2 separate regions of the Zea mays genome follow, and region 2 is linked to region 1. The links are chromatin contacts, called in public Hi-C maps. All regions are on one chromosome and are shown on one strand. The core of a region is the stretch at or near the end of the contact, and the rest is flanking DNA. Distances in the headings are between cores, read along the strand shown.

Evidence for each region. A called contact is a pair of places that touch in the nucleus more often than the background predicts.
Region 2: a contact with region 1 is called in a Hi-C map of ear, with 2.2 times the contacts expected there. The contact joins the promoter of LOC100216662 here to the promoter of LOC100274268 in region 1. A contact is called at or near these places in 2 of 25 Hi-C or Micro-C datasets (ear and tassel).

What each region holds. Positions count from the first base shown.
Region 1 is chr5:13,463,212-13,468,259 of Zm-B73-REFERENCE-NAM-5.0, forward strand. It overlaps LOC100274268 (DUF1336 domain containing protein expressed), which reads left to right and starts at 1,965. Exons shown (of 9, transcript NM_001365844.1): 1 at 1,965-2,139; 2 at 2,502-2,588; 3 at 2,730-3,131. The coding sequence starts at 2,052.
Region 2 is chr5:13,674,701-13,679,748 of Zm-B73-REFERENCE-NAM-5.0, forward strand. It overlaps LOC100216662, which reads left to right and starts at 2,570. Exons shown (of 2, transcript NM_001143073.1): 1 at 2,570-3,211; 2 at 4,040-4,709. The coding sequence starts at 2,916. The coding sequence ends at 4,079.

The DNA.
Region 1 (5,048 bases), core at 715-3,214:
GGTCCATTCGAGCGACTCGATCACACCTCGCCCGAGCCTAGCCTCGGACAAGGGCAGCCGCCCCGGATGGTTTCCGTCTCGCCCGAGGCCCCCCTCCAACGGCAGACACATCTCCGGCTCGCCTGAGGCCTTGCCTTCGCTAAGAAGCAACCCTGACTAAATCGCCGCACCGACCGACCAAATCGCAGGAGCATTTAATGCAAAGGTGACCTGACACCTTATCCTGACGCGCGCCCTCCGGCAGAGCCGAAGTGACCGCCGTCACTTCGCCGCTCCACTGACCGGTCTGACAGAAGGACAGCGCCGCCTGCGCCACTCCGACTACAGCGCCACTTGACAGAGTGAGACTGACAGGCAGTCAGGTCCTGCCAAAGGTGCCATAGGAAGCTCCGCCCGACCCAGGGCTCGGACTCGGGCTAAGTCCCGGAAGACGGCGAACTCCGCTCCGCCCGACCCAGGGCTCGGACTCGGGCTCGGCCCCAGAAGACGGCGAACTCCGCTCCGCCCGACCCAGGGCTCGGACTCGGGCTAAGTCCCGGAAGACGGCGAACTCCGCTCCGCCCGGCCCAGGGCTCGGACTCGGGCTCGGCCCCAGAAGACGACGAACTCCGCTTCGCCCGACCCCAGGGCTCAGACTCCGCCCTGGCCTCCGCCGAACGACCTCCGCCTCGCCCGACCCAGGGGCTCGGCCTCGGCCACGGAAGACAGACTCGACCTCGGCTTCGGAGGAGCCTCCACGTCGCCCAACCTAGGGCGCAGGCCAGCCACGTCAACAGGAAGCACCATCATCACCCTACCCCGAGCCGCCTCGGCCCGTAGGGAACAAGACCGGTGTCCCATCTGGCTAGCTCCGCCAGATAGGCAATGATGGCGCCCCCGCACGCTCTGTGACGACGGCGGCTCCCAGCTCTCTTACGGAAGCAGGCGGACGTCAGCAAGGACTCGATCGCTCCAACAGCTGTCCCTCCGCCAAGCACCGTCGCTCCTCCGACGGCCACGACATCACACCAACAGGGTGCCAAGATCTCTCCGGCTGCCACATTGGCATGTACTTAGGGCGTCAGCTCTCCCCCACTAGACACGTAGCACCACGCTACACCCTCATTGTACACCTGGATCCTCTCCTTACGCCTATAAAAGGAAGGACCAGGGCCCTCTTAGAGAAGGTTGGCCGCGCGAGGACGAGGACGAGACAGGCGCTCCCTTGGGGCCGCTCGCTTCCCTCACCCGCGTGGACGCTTGTAACCCTCTACTGCAAGCGCACCCGACCTGGACGCGGGACGAACACGAAGGCCGCGGGATTCCCACCACTCTCACGCCGGACTCCGGCCGCCTCGCTCCTCTCCCCCCTTTATGCTCGCCCACGCGCTCGACCCATCTGGGCTGGGCACGCGGCACTCACTCGTCGGCCTGAGGGACCCCCGGTCTCGAAACGCCGACACGTATCCATACCCATCTACCCAACGGGTAGAGGTTTTTACCGATGAACATACCCACGGATAGAGAAATCATCCCATACTCGTCTTCATATCGGATAAAACCGATCGCGTATTCGGGTTTCGGGTACCCATCGCCTTCCCTACCACGAATGAAACGATCAGTCGCCTACCAAGGACCGCGTCCATGCGTGTGGCGACGACGCCTACCCCCGCGCAGGCCGCAGCCCCACCGCCGCGTTCCCTCCTCCCCACTCGTGTGGGAAGCTCAGCACAAAGTTCGCGTTGCGCCGGGCGGCTCGTCCTTCTTGGAAATCCTCCCACGCAATCGCCTCCCCGCCCCGCACCCGCGTGCGTGAGACGCCGCCTCGCACTGCCACAGTGCCACCGCCGCCCCCCACCCCGGGGCGCCGATCTCGCGTCGCGTCGCCCTGGCGAGGTGGTGGCGGGAGGATGGGGGCGTGCGTGTCGCGGCCCAGCGCGTGCGTGGGCAAGCCCCACACGCCGCGGTCCGGCGACGCCAGCGGCCGCTCGGGCGGCGGGGGTGGGGCGCGGCGGAGGCGCAGCCGCCGTGTCGGGAAGGGGCGGAGGACGGCGCCATCGCGCGCCGCGTCGATGGAGACCATCCAGGAGGCCGAGGTGCCCGGTTCGACGTCCGCCGCCGCGGCCGATCACCGGACGTACAGCAACCCCGCGTTCCAAGGTGGGTCGGTGGGTGAACGGACAGGCTGCTTTCTCCTCTTTCCCCCGTGACCGTGCACCTTCTGCACGCTGCTTGTTTCGGGGGTCTGGATTCTGATCTCCGGGTCCGAGGGACCATGGGCGCGTGATTGCGCGCTCCTCAGACTTCGGGGTTAAATTAAATTACTGCATCTGGGGATCGTGTGCGTCCAGCAATAGCTGCTCATCTTTTTTAATTCGTAGCTCCGGAGGCTTTGCGACCCTATTCTGTAGAGTGGGGTTGTGGTAGTGTCTGGGGCAGTACGCGTCGCAGTTCGTTGCGTCAATTCGTACTCGATACTCCAATATGACCTGACGTGATTTCGGGGGTATCTCGTGCTGCAGTGTCCGGGAACATTGAGGAGGCTTGGTACGATTCCTTGGCGATGAGCGAGTCGGATGCCGAAGACGATTTCCACAGCGTGCAAGATGGTAAGAGTGATGTCGTAGCAGCCATGTAGCTAGGTCCCCAGCACAGCATAATTTCAATGATTAGTTGAACCTGCTGATTTTTCGTCCCTATTTTGACATGCCTTTCTATTTAACTGGATGTGCTTCTCCGTGATCGTTCAGATTCTTTTTCATTGAATGGCTTCGAGAACGAAGCTGCATTGAGCATGAGAGATGGCAACGGTGGGAGCTTCAATGGAGCTGCGCAATCAGGCGAGCAGCAACATAAAAAGCCAAAGTCCAGCGAACTGTCAAAGGGGAGCTTGGAGAATGGTGTGAGGTCGTCCATGAGCAACGAGGATGCGGTGAGTTTTTCTGGTGCGGACAACACTCACGGTGGAGAGAGGATACTGGAAGTTTGCGGGCTTCTGCCAAATAATTGTCTACCCTGCATTGCCTCTGCTGTTGGGGTAAGCGAGAAGAAGAGAACTCTTTCCTCGAGCCCTACTCATTCAATGAGGATGCCTTCTTTGAAGCTTTCCTTCAAGAAGAAGTCAGGGGAAGCTCATCCATCTTCCACACTACGTAAGCATTTCTTAAGTCATTTGGTTAAGAGTTGCTAAGAGATAAGACACCCTTCTCAAAAGCTGAACTGAAGTTTGTGCAAATTTTCCCTGATATGTATACTTTTCCATAATTCTGTGTTTGATGAGTTAAAACTGTGCCTGCAACTTGCTTGTTCTCTTTTATGACATACTCCTAGGACTATTGTGTCCATAGAGGCAAAAGGTGGCACAGAGAACCGATGCTTTCTGGTAGTGACAATTTCTTCTCTGCCTGCATGGTTCACCAGTCATACCAATCATCTTTCATTTAGCAGCACTGTATTGATAAGACTTTCATCTGGAAATGGAAAGTGAAGATTCCATAGTTGTACTCATTGGCGGTTTGCAGAAACATATCACAAATGAATGGGAGAGGGAGATGCCTTAAAATCGTACTAAAACGAAGGGTTAATTAGATGTGTGCCATTACAAATTTTCTGGTTTTGATACATGCTATCGAACTATTTAGACTTGTAACCTTGCCATTAAACTTCATCCTAGACTTGAAATACACCATGCTATCATCTTGCAACCTAGAAGCATGTATACGCCATGGGCAGCCTTCAGCAGCGCAATCCGCAATGGGCTATAAACCTTGTCTTATCTGTCTTAAGACCAGCAAATTCAAAACCATTTGTAATAGCGAAGTGCCTAATAGCTTTTCTAAAAGTAACAATGTCAGGGAACAATGCACCCTGCCTAATGTCTGGTTTAAGAGGGTTATGAAGCACAACTACAGCTTCAGGGTCAGCATCATTCAACTCTGCCTCTGGAATAGGTCCTCCAGTAGCAGCTGGTGTTGTTTCATTATCAACATGTGAGGTTGTTTCATTTACAGTAGACTCAGTAGGCTCATTCGGCTCAGTAGGTTCAATACTAGGCTTGAGGATAACACCATACAAGTACTCATCATTGACACCAACATACTCCTCAACATTGTCGAACACGTCAGGAAGATTAGACTCATCTCCATCTGCCTCTACATCAGTAGGTTGTTCACAATCTACTTCTTTAGATACAAATGACGGATGACCTTCTTCAGCAATAGCCAATAAGTGGGCATGAAGGTGCAAGATGGACTTCTTCAGCAGTAAGTATCCATGGAGGCACATTATCAGTATCTGGTGGAACAACATGCATAATTGTGCATTTCTCCATCTCAAAACACAAAAGCAAGAAGCATAAATCGTTTCTCTGGTTTGTACATTTCAATGACATCAATAATCTGAGATTCTGAATCTAGTTGAACATCCTCACCAGACCTCTTGTCATAAACCCAGAAAACAATCTTTTGACCTCTGCCCCAACTTATCTCAGACCTTAAGGTTGCAACCAGGAAATCCATCGTGATACTCTTGCTATCTATGATCCAATTCCTATTAAAACCTTTTGTGTACTTTTTCTTACCATCTGAGTCAATTGATAAGAAACCTTCAACTGTAATGTCTACTGTGTACAAGTTCCTAACAACCGGATTAAAATAAACCAAAACCGACAGTGAGTTAAGGGTTACAGTTACTAGTTCAACTAAAATTGATGAGAATAGGGTTAGCGATCTTACATTTTTGGATAGCTCACCCTGTTAACGGGAAGCTCCATCACGCGACGATGTCTGGTGGACTTGGGAGCTCCGGCCACGACCACCGGTGTTCAAACGAGGGGGTCCGGCGACCTCCGGTGTGGAGACGTTGGCGGGGCCGTTGGGCGAGAGAGCGATCTTCGGCGCAGGGAGCTCCATCGGGGGCGGCGGCTGTGTGGCGATGGAAACAAACAGACACAATGAGAGCCTGTGAGAAATGAACGTATGGCTCAAAGCAAAGCCAGGGGTAGGATGGGAAATGAATACCTGCAGTTGTACATGATTCAACAAAACTAGTATAGCATGATGTATTTCAAG
Region 2 (5,048 bases), core at 1,320-3,819, 210 kb after region 1:
GAGGGTATTTTTAGAGACACTAGAAACACCAACCGCCTCCAGAAAAAAAGTGATCAGGACTCAGGAGTATCTACTAATGCTCTCTATGATGGCGCGACTGATATATTGGCGTTTGAGTCATATAACTGGTTCTAATAAAGTTACCCCCTACTGATGTCCTTTGCATGGAAGTCACTTCTTTTGGCTAGCGGTGCTTGCTTATACCAGAGCTCCGAGAGCGTACCTCCCCGGCGCGTACGTACGCCGTGATCGAGCTCTCGATCGACACCGGCCGGACGGCCTGTCCATTGTCCAAGTCCGCACCGCAAGCATGCAGGCCGCAGCCGCCGCCCGCCAGCGCTCGCGTGGCTCCACTCATTGCAGCACGGCATCACACCGTTGGTTGTTAGTGGATCGGCCGTTGGCCATTGGTGGCCTGGCCTTGGCCCTTGGCAACGTACGCAAAGCTCTCCAGTCTCCACGGTCCAAGGGTCGGAGGTATAGATGGCCATTTGGCACTAACACGATGGGCCGGCCCAGGCACGGCACGAAAAAGCACGGTCCAGGCACGACCCGGTCCGGTTAGTATAGTGCCAGTGCCTGGCACGGCACGGCTATAGTGCCGTGCCTGGGCCACTATCTCGACCCGTAGTGCTGGCACGGGCACGACATGGTTACATTTTTTATTTTAAAAATAATAGTTTACATATATTAAGTATAAGAATTCAACATATAACACAATAAAACTACAGTTGCACTGGTTAGATGAATGTGTTTAAGCCTCTTGTGCACCAGGTTGTGAGTTCGAGCCCCCATTACTACATATTTTTTGCTAAATTCTACAATATACTCAGATGGACCATAGTGCCACCGGGCCGGCCCGGCACGACTAACAGACTCACGGGCCGTGCCTGGGCCGCGGCAACAGCACGCCGGCCCATCTGGGCACGGCACGGTTTGCTAGCCGGGCCTGGCGGGCCGTGCCGCCGTCGGGCCGTGCCGGATCGGGCCGTGCCGGCCCGTTTGGCCATCTATAGTCGGAGGGCGCGGGACCGGGCGGTCAAAAGATGGATCGATCGATCCGGTGGCCGGCCGCCCCAAACAAACATTCCCCCATCGTCGTCATGTCCCTGCTGCATGCGGCAGCGGGATACGCTGGCCATCTCAAAAGCCGGGAAAAGAAAAGGCCAAGGGCCCAAGGCCAAACCAGCCAGCGCGTCGGCTGGCCTGGCGCTGGCGGTCGATCAATTCCTGTCCGCCTCTGCCTAGCTACTGCCCCTCCCTCCTTACTCCTCAGTCCTCGACATCCATGATCCATCTATCCAGGCTCTCAGCCAGGGGATAGCGACGCGTCCCTGAGAACGCATACCTGGTGGTTTCCGAGAGTGTTTATTTACGGGTTGGTCTCGGTCTTGGACTGGACTGGAGTCTCAGCTCTCGGTGGCGAGCAGAGCAGAGCAGAGCTGCAGCAGCAGGGTCAGATAGCGACCGATCGCCGTCGTCCGGTTCGGGTTCCGGAACGGAGGAGGGCACTGCATGCAGGCCCAGGAGCCGGGGACGACGAATCCACCCAGCTTTGTCCATGGTGTCTCTCTCTCTCTCTCTCGATTCCGGCATCCGGGGCCAGGCCATTAACAAGGATATCCCATTCTTCCCCTCCCTAAGGGCGCGCGAAAAGGAAAAGAAGGCCAGCGAATCCACAACGCCGCCGGCCGCCGCTTGTGGAAGCCCGACTAAATGAGATGTTTTTAACAGACAAGAGCCAAATCAACCAGATGTTCTCTTGAATGAATATACTAGCTAAAAAAACACTAAATGTTGTTGTTTCCTAGGTGAGAAGTAATTAATTGGGGTCACGCACCCGTCCAATTGCGATCACTGGCAGGCGCGAGAGACGAACGGTGTTGTGTTGGTCTGTCTTGTCACCGCCGACTGTTTCTATCTAGTCTAGCTACGACTGTTGCTTTTCTCGCTTATCAGCCTACCTCGATCGTCGTTGGCGCCAGCAGAAGCGGCGTCATATGCAGCGAAATCATTGATGCCGATGCCGATGCCATCATGCATGCCGCCTGCAAGCTGCAAACCCTGCATGCTAATCAGTTTGCTTTGCTCTCAGGCATCTGCAGGCAGCGTAGATGAACCCCCTGCTGCTGGCTGCCGCAGACAAGATGGATCCATACGAATGAATACAACAGCTGCTACACTACTATTCCCTGGCAAACGCATTGCAGCCGCAGTACTGCTCCTTTGGAGCTTCCCTGTCTTGATCGGGTGTCGTCACTCGTTCCATACTTCCATGGGCTGCTAGCTGAACGCTAGCCGACGATCACGACTAGACCTGGTGGTGCTCCTGATCTGTACTGTACTTCTTTTTTGAGCGAACCAACAAAGCGGCGAGAAGCTCTCCAAAATAAAATAAAGCCGCTCTACGCGACAGCAACGTGTGCCCCTCGCCGCACATCTGCGTCCACCGCATAGCATCATCAGTCGGCATCATCATTGGATCGAACTCCAAAGCTAGCACAGGATGTACACATATATATATAAACATCGTGAGGGAGTTGGTTGCAGTAGTCTTGCTTGCAGGTAGCGAGGATCACACACACTGACACACACACACACACACTTCCTTCAGCGCGCGCACTACTACCTGTCAGTTAGTCAGTCAGTCACTCACTCGCTCGCTTCCTCAGTTCGTTCCTCTCGAGAACCATATCCCTTTTAATTCGCATATTCTCCCTGCGTCGAACAGCGCCTTTGCATGCGTCTCCGATCCCTTCCACACCGGCGCTAGCGCTACGGAGAGATAGCATCAGCTATTCAGCTGGCAGCAACAGAAGGGACGAGCGAGCTAATTAGCTTATACTAGAAGGTAGTGTGCGATCACTGATCAGTGACCCACCACCTGAACAGAAGACAGAAGCAGCAGAGCACCAATGGCCGGCAGGCTGCATGCCTGCTTGCTCATCTGCACGGTGCTCTCGTCAGCGGCCATAATGGCGAGCTGTACCAGGCCTGCAGCAGGGACTGTTGGCGGCGCTGCTCCTGTTGCCGCAACAACGCCGGCTACGTCGTCCGCTGGCAGTGGAGTTAGGCCGCCGGCCCCGCCGCCGCCGGCGACGCTTGCTACGACCGCTGGAACTAATAAGGCGCCTCCGGCGGTGCAGCAGCAGCAGTCCCCCCTAGACAGCAAGCGGAAGGTGCCCAACGGACCCGATCCTATTCATAACAGGTACCGCGACAGATCTCGTTTGATATACTATATAAATAGCTAGCTAGAGCTAGTTCCTGACTTGTATAGTGTAACTACGGCACATTGTTGCATGCACCTATATATGCTTCTAGTTACATTTGGCACTGCAGATTGAATTAAATTAAACCTCTGAACTGAGCTTGCACTTAAAGAATATGCATGTGTCATATAGCCATGCCGCTGCATATATATAGCGTCTTATATCGCAGCTAGCAAAATGAAGTCATGGCAGCCATGTATTGCATCCCATTATTCCCTTTCACCAGCTATAGCTTCATCTTGCAAAAACATTCCAAAGGTTTGTGTTTGCAAATTGCAAGATGAACCTCCTCTGGCGGGCTAGTTTGTCATCAGAAAACGACGACGTTTGGCTAGTGTATGCGGGGACCATAGAAATGGCGTGACAAAACGTAGTAGGAGTAGCAGCTCTTCTGAAAAGAAGAGCTTATAGCCTCTCTCTCTCTCTCTCTTTCTAATAAAAAATAGAGAGAGAGAAATAGAGAGATACGCCTCGATGTTTGCGCTCGCTGAGAACAGGCAAAATATATGCAACTGACAGAAACAGAGGCAAGTGATAGATACGGCATGCATGAAAGAAACAACAAATGATTGCACAACGAGTACAGATCGACCATGCAGTGTGTATATCTAGCTAGTACGTACTCCTACTTGGCAATCGCATGCATGCATGCATGCATATATGGGTCCCATCATCGAACACTGACCTCGCTAGCTCCGTTCGGTTCACCGCCGGTGTGCGCCCTTGCATTGCTAACCCATCATTCACTTTTGCGTCGTTGTTTTCAGGAGAGCCAGATGGGGGGAAGCACCGTCCAAGAGAGTGTAGCAGGGTGGCGACGACGCCGACGCAGCAGTGTACTCCTTCCTATACAGAAGGCTAAAGAGCGAGCGAGCGAGAGCGACCACGTTGATGCGTGGCGTGGAATAATGGAACGGAAGTTCCGTTTCCATATAGGTCCCGTCCCGCTCTTTTGCTAGCTGATGCATGCGCTGATGAGCTGCTATAGCCATGGACAACCATGCATGCATGGTGGTGGGTGGTGCTGCTGCTCATGACGACGACGATGGTCGATGACGTCTCGACGACGACGACGTTTGAGTGAAGACACTTATATAGTTATATACATGTACGCATGTATTAGAGAGGGGTGAGAGAAAGCAGCAGGATGCATGCACGGTACGGTGGCCTTCACTTTGGCGGCCAAAGCGGTCGGTCTGGATCTTCCGATATCGATCTCTACGACGAGCGAGGTCTTTGATGTTCTTCTCTTTCTCTTTTTCCTTTTTTTTTTATTCTTTGGGAGTGTTGACGGTGTTAAAAGGAGCACTCGAATAGAGAGAGTACGGAGGAAAGCTCACACGATGCTAGCTAGCTCGAACATTGATTGATGATGAAACGAAGTATAGTGTAGTATGAATTTAATTTGGCACAGGTTTTGATTTTGTTTAGCAGTTTAATTTTGGCTTTCCTTTGTTCCCGATGATCGTCACTTTAAACGGTTGAGTAGTAGCTTTGAAAGGGCTGAAAAAGGGGCAACGAATCACATCCGCATGACATGACCACATCACGTACGCATGCATGCAGAACAAATCACCAATCAAGTAAGGCTCCATCCATCCAGAGATCTGTAGCTAACTGATCATTGGGAAGCTGCTGGGGAAGAATACGAAGCATAGGGACGATTCTGGCAGAGGGTTCATGCATGTCGATCCAAAGCGCCGGTCGCCTTGGTTCTTGGGCATATAGTGGCCACTGCCCACTGGCTCCGGCTTCGGCGTCTTTAATTTTGTTCGA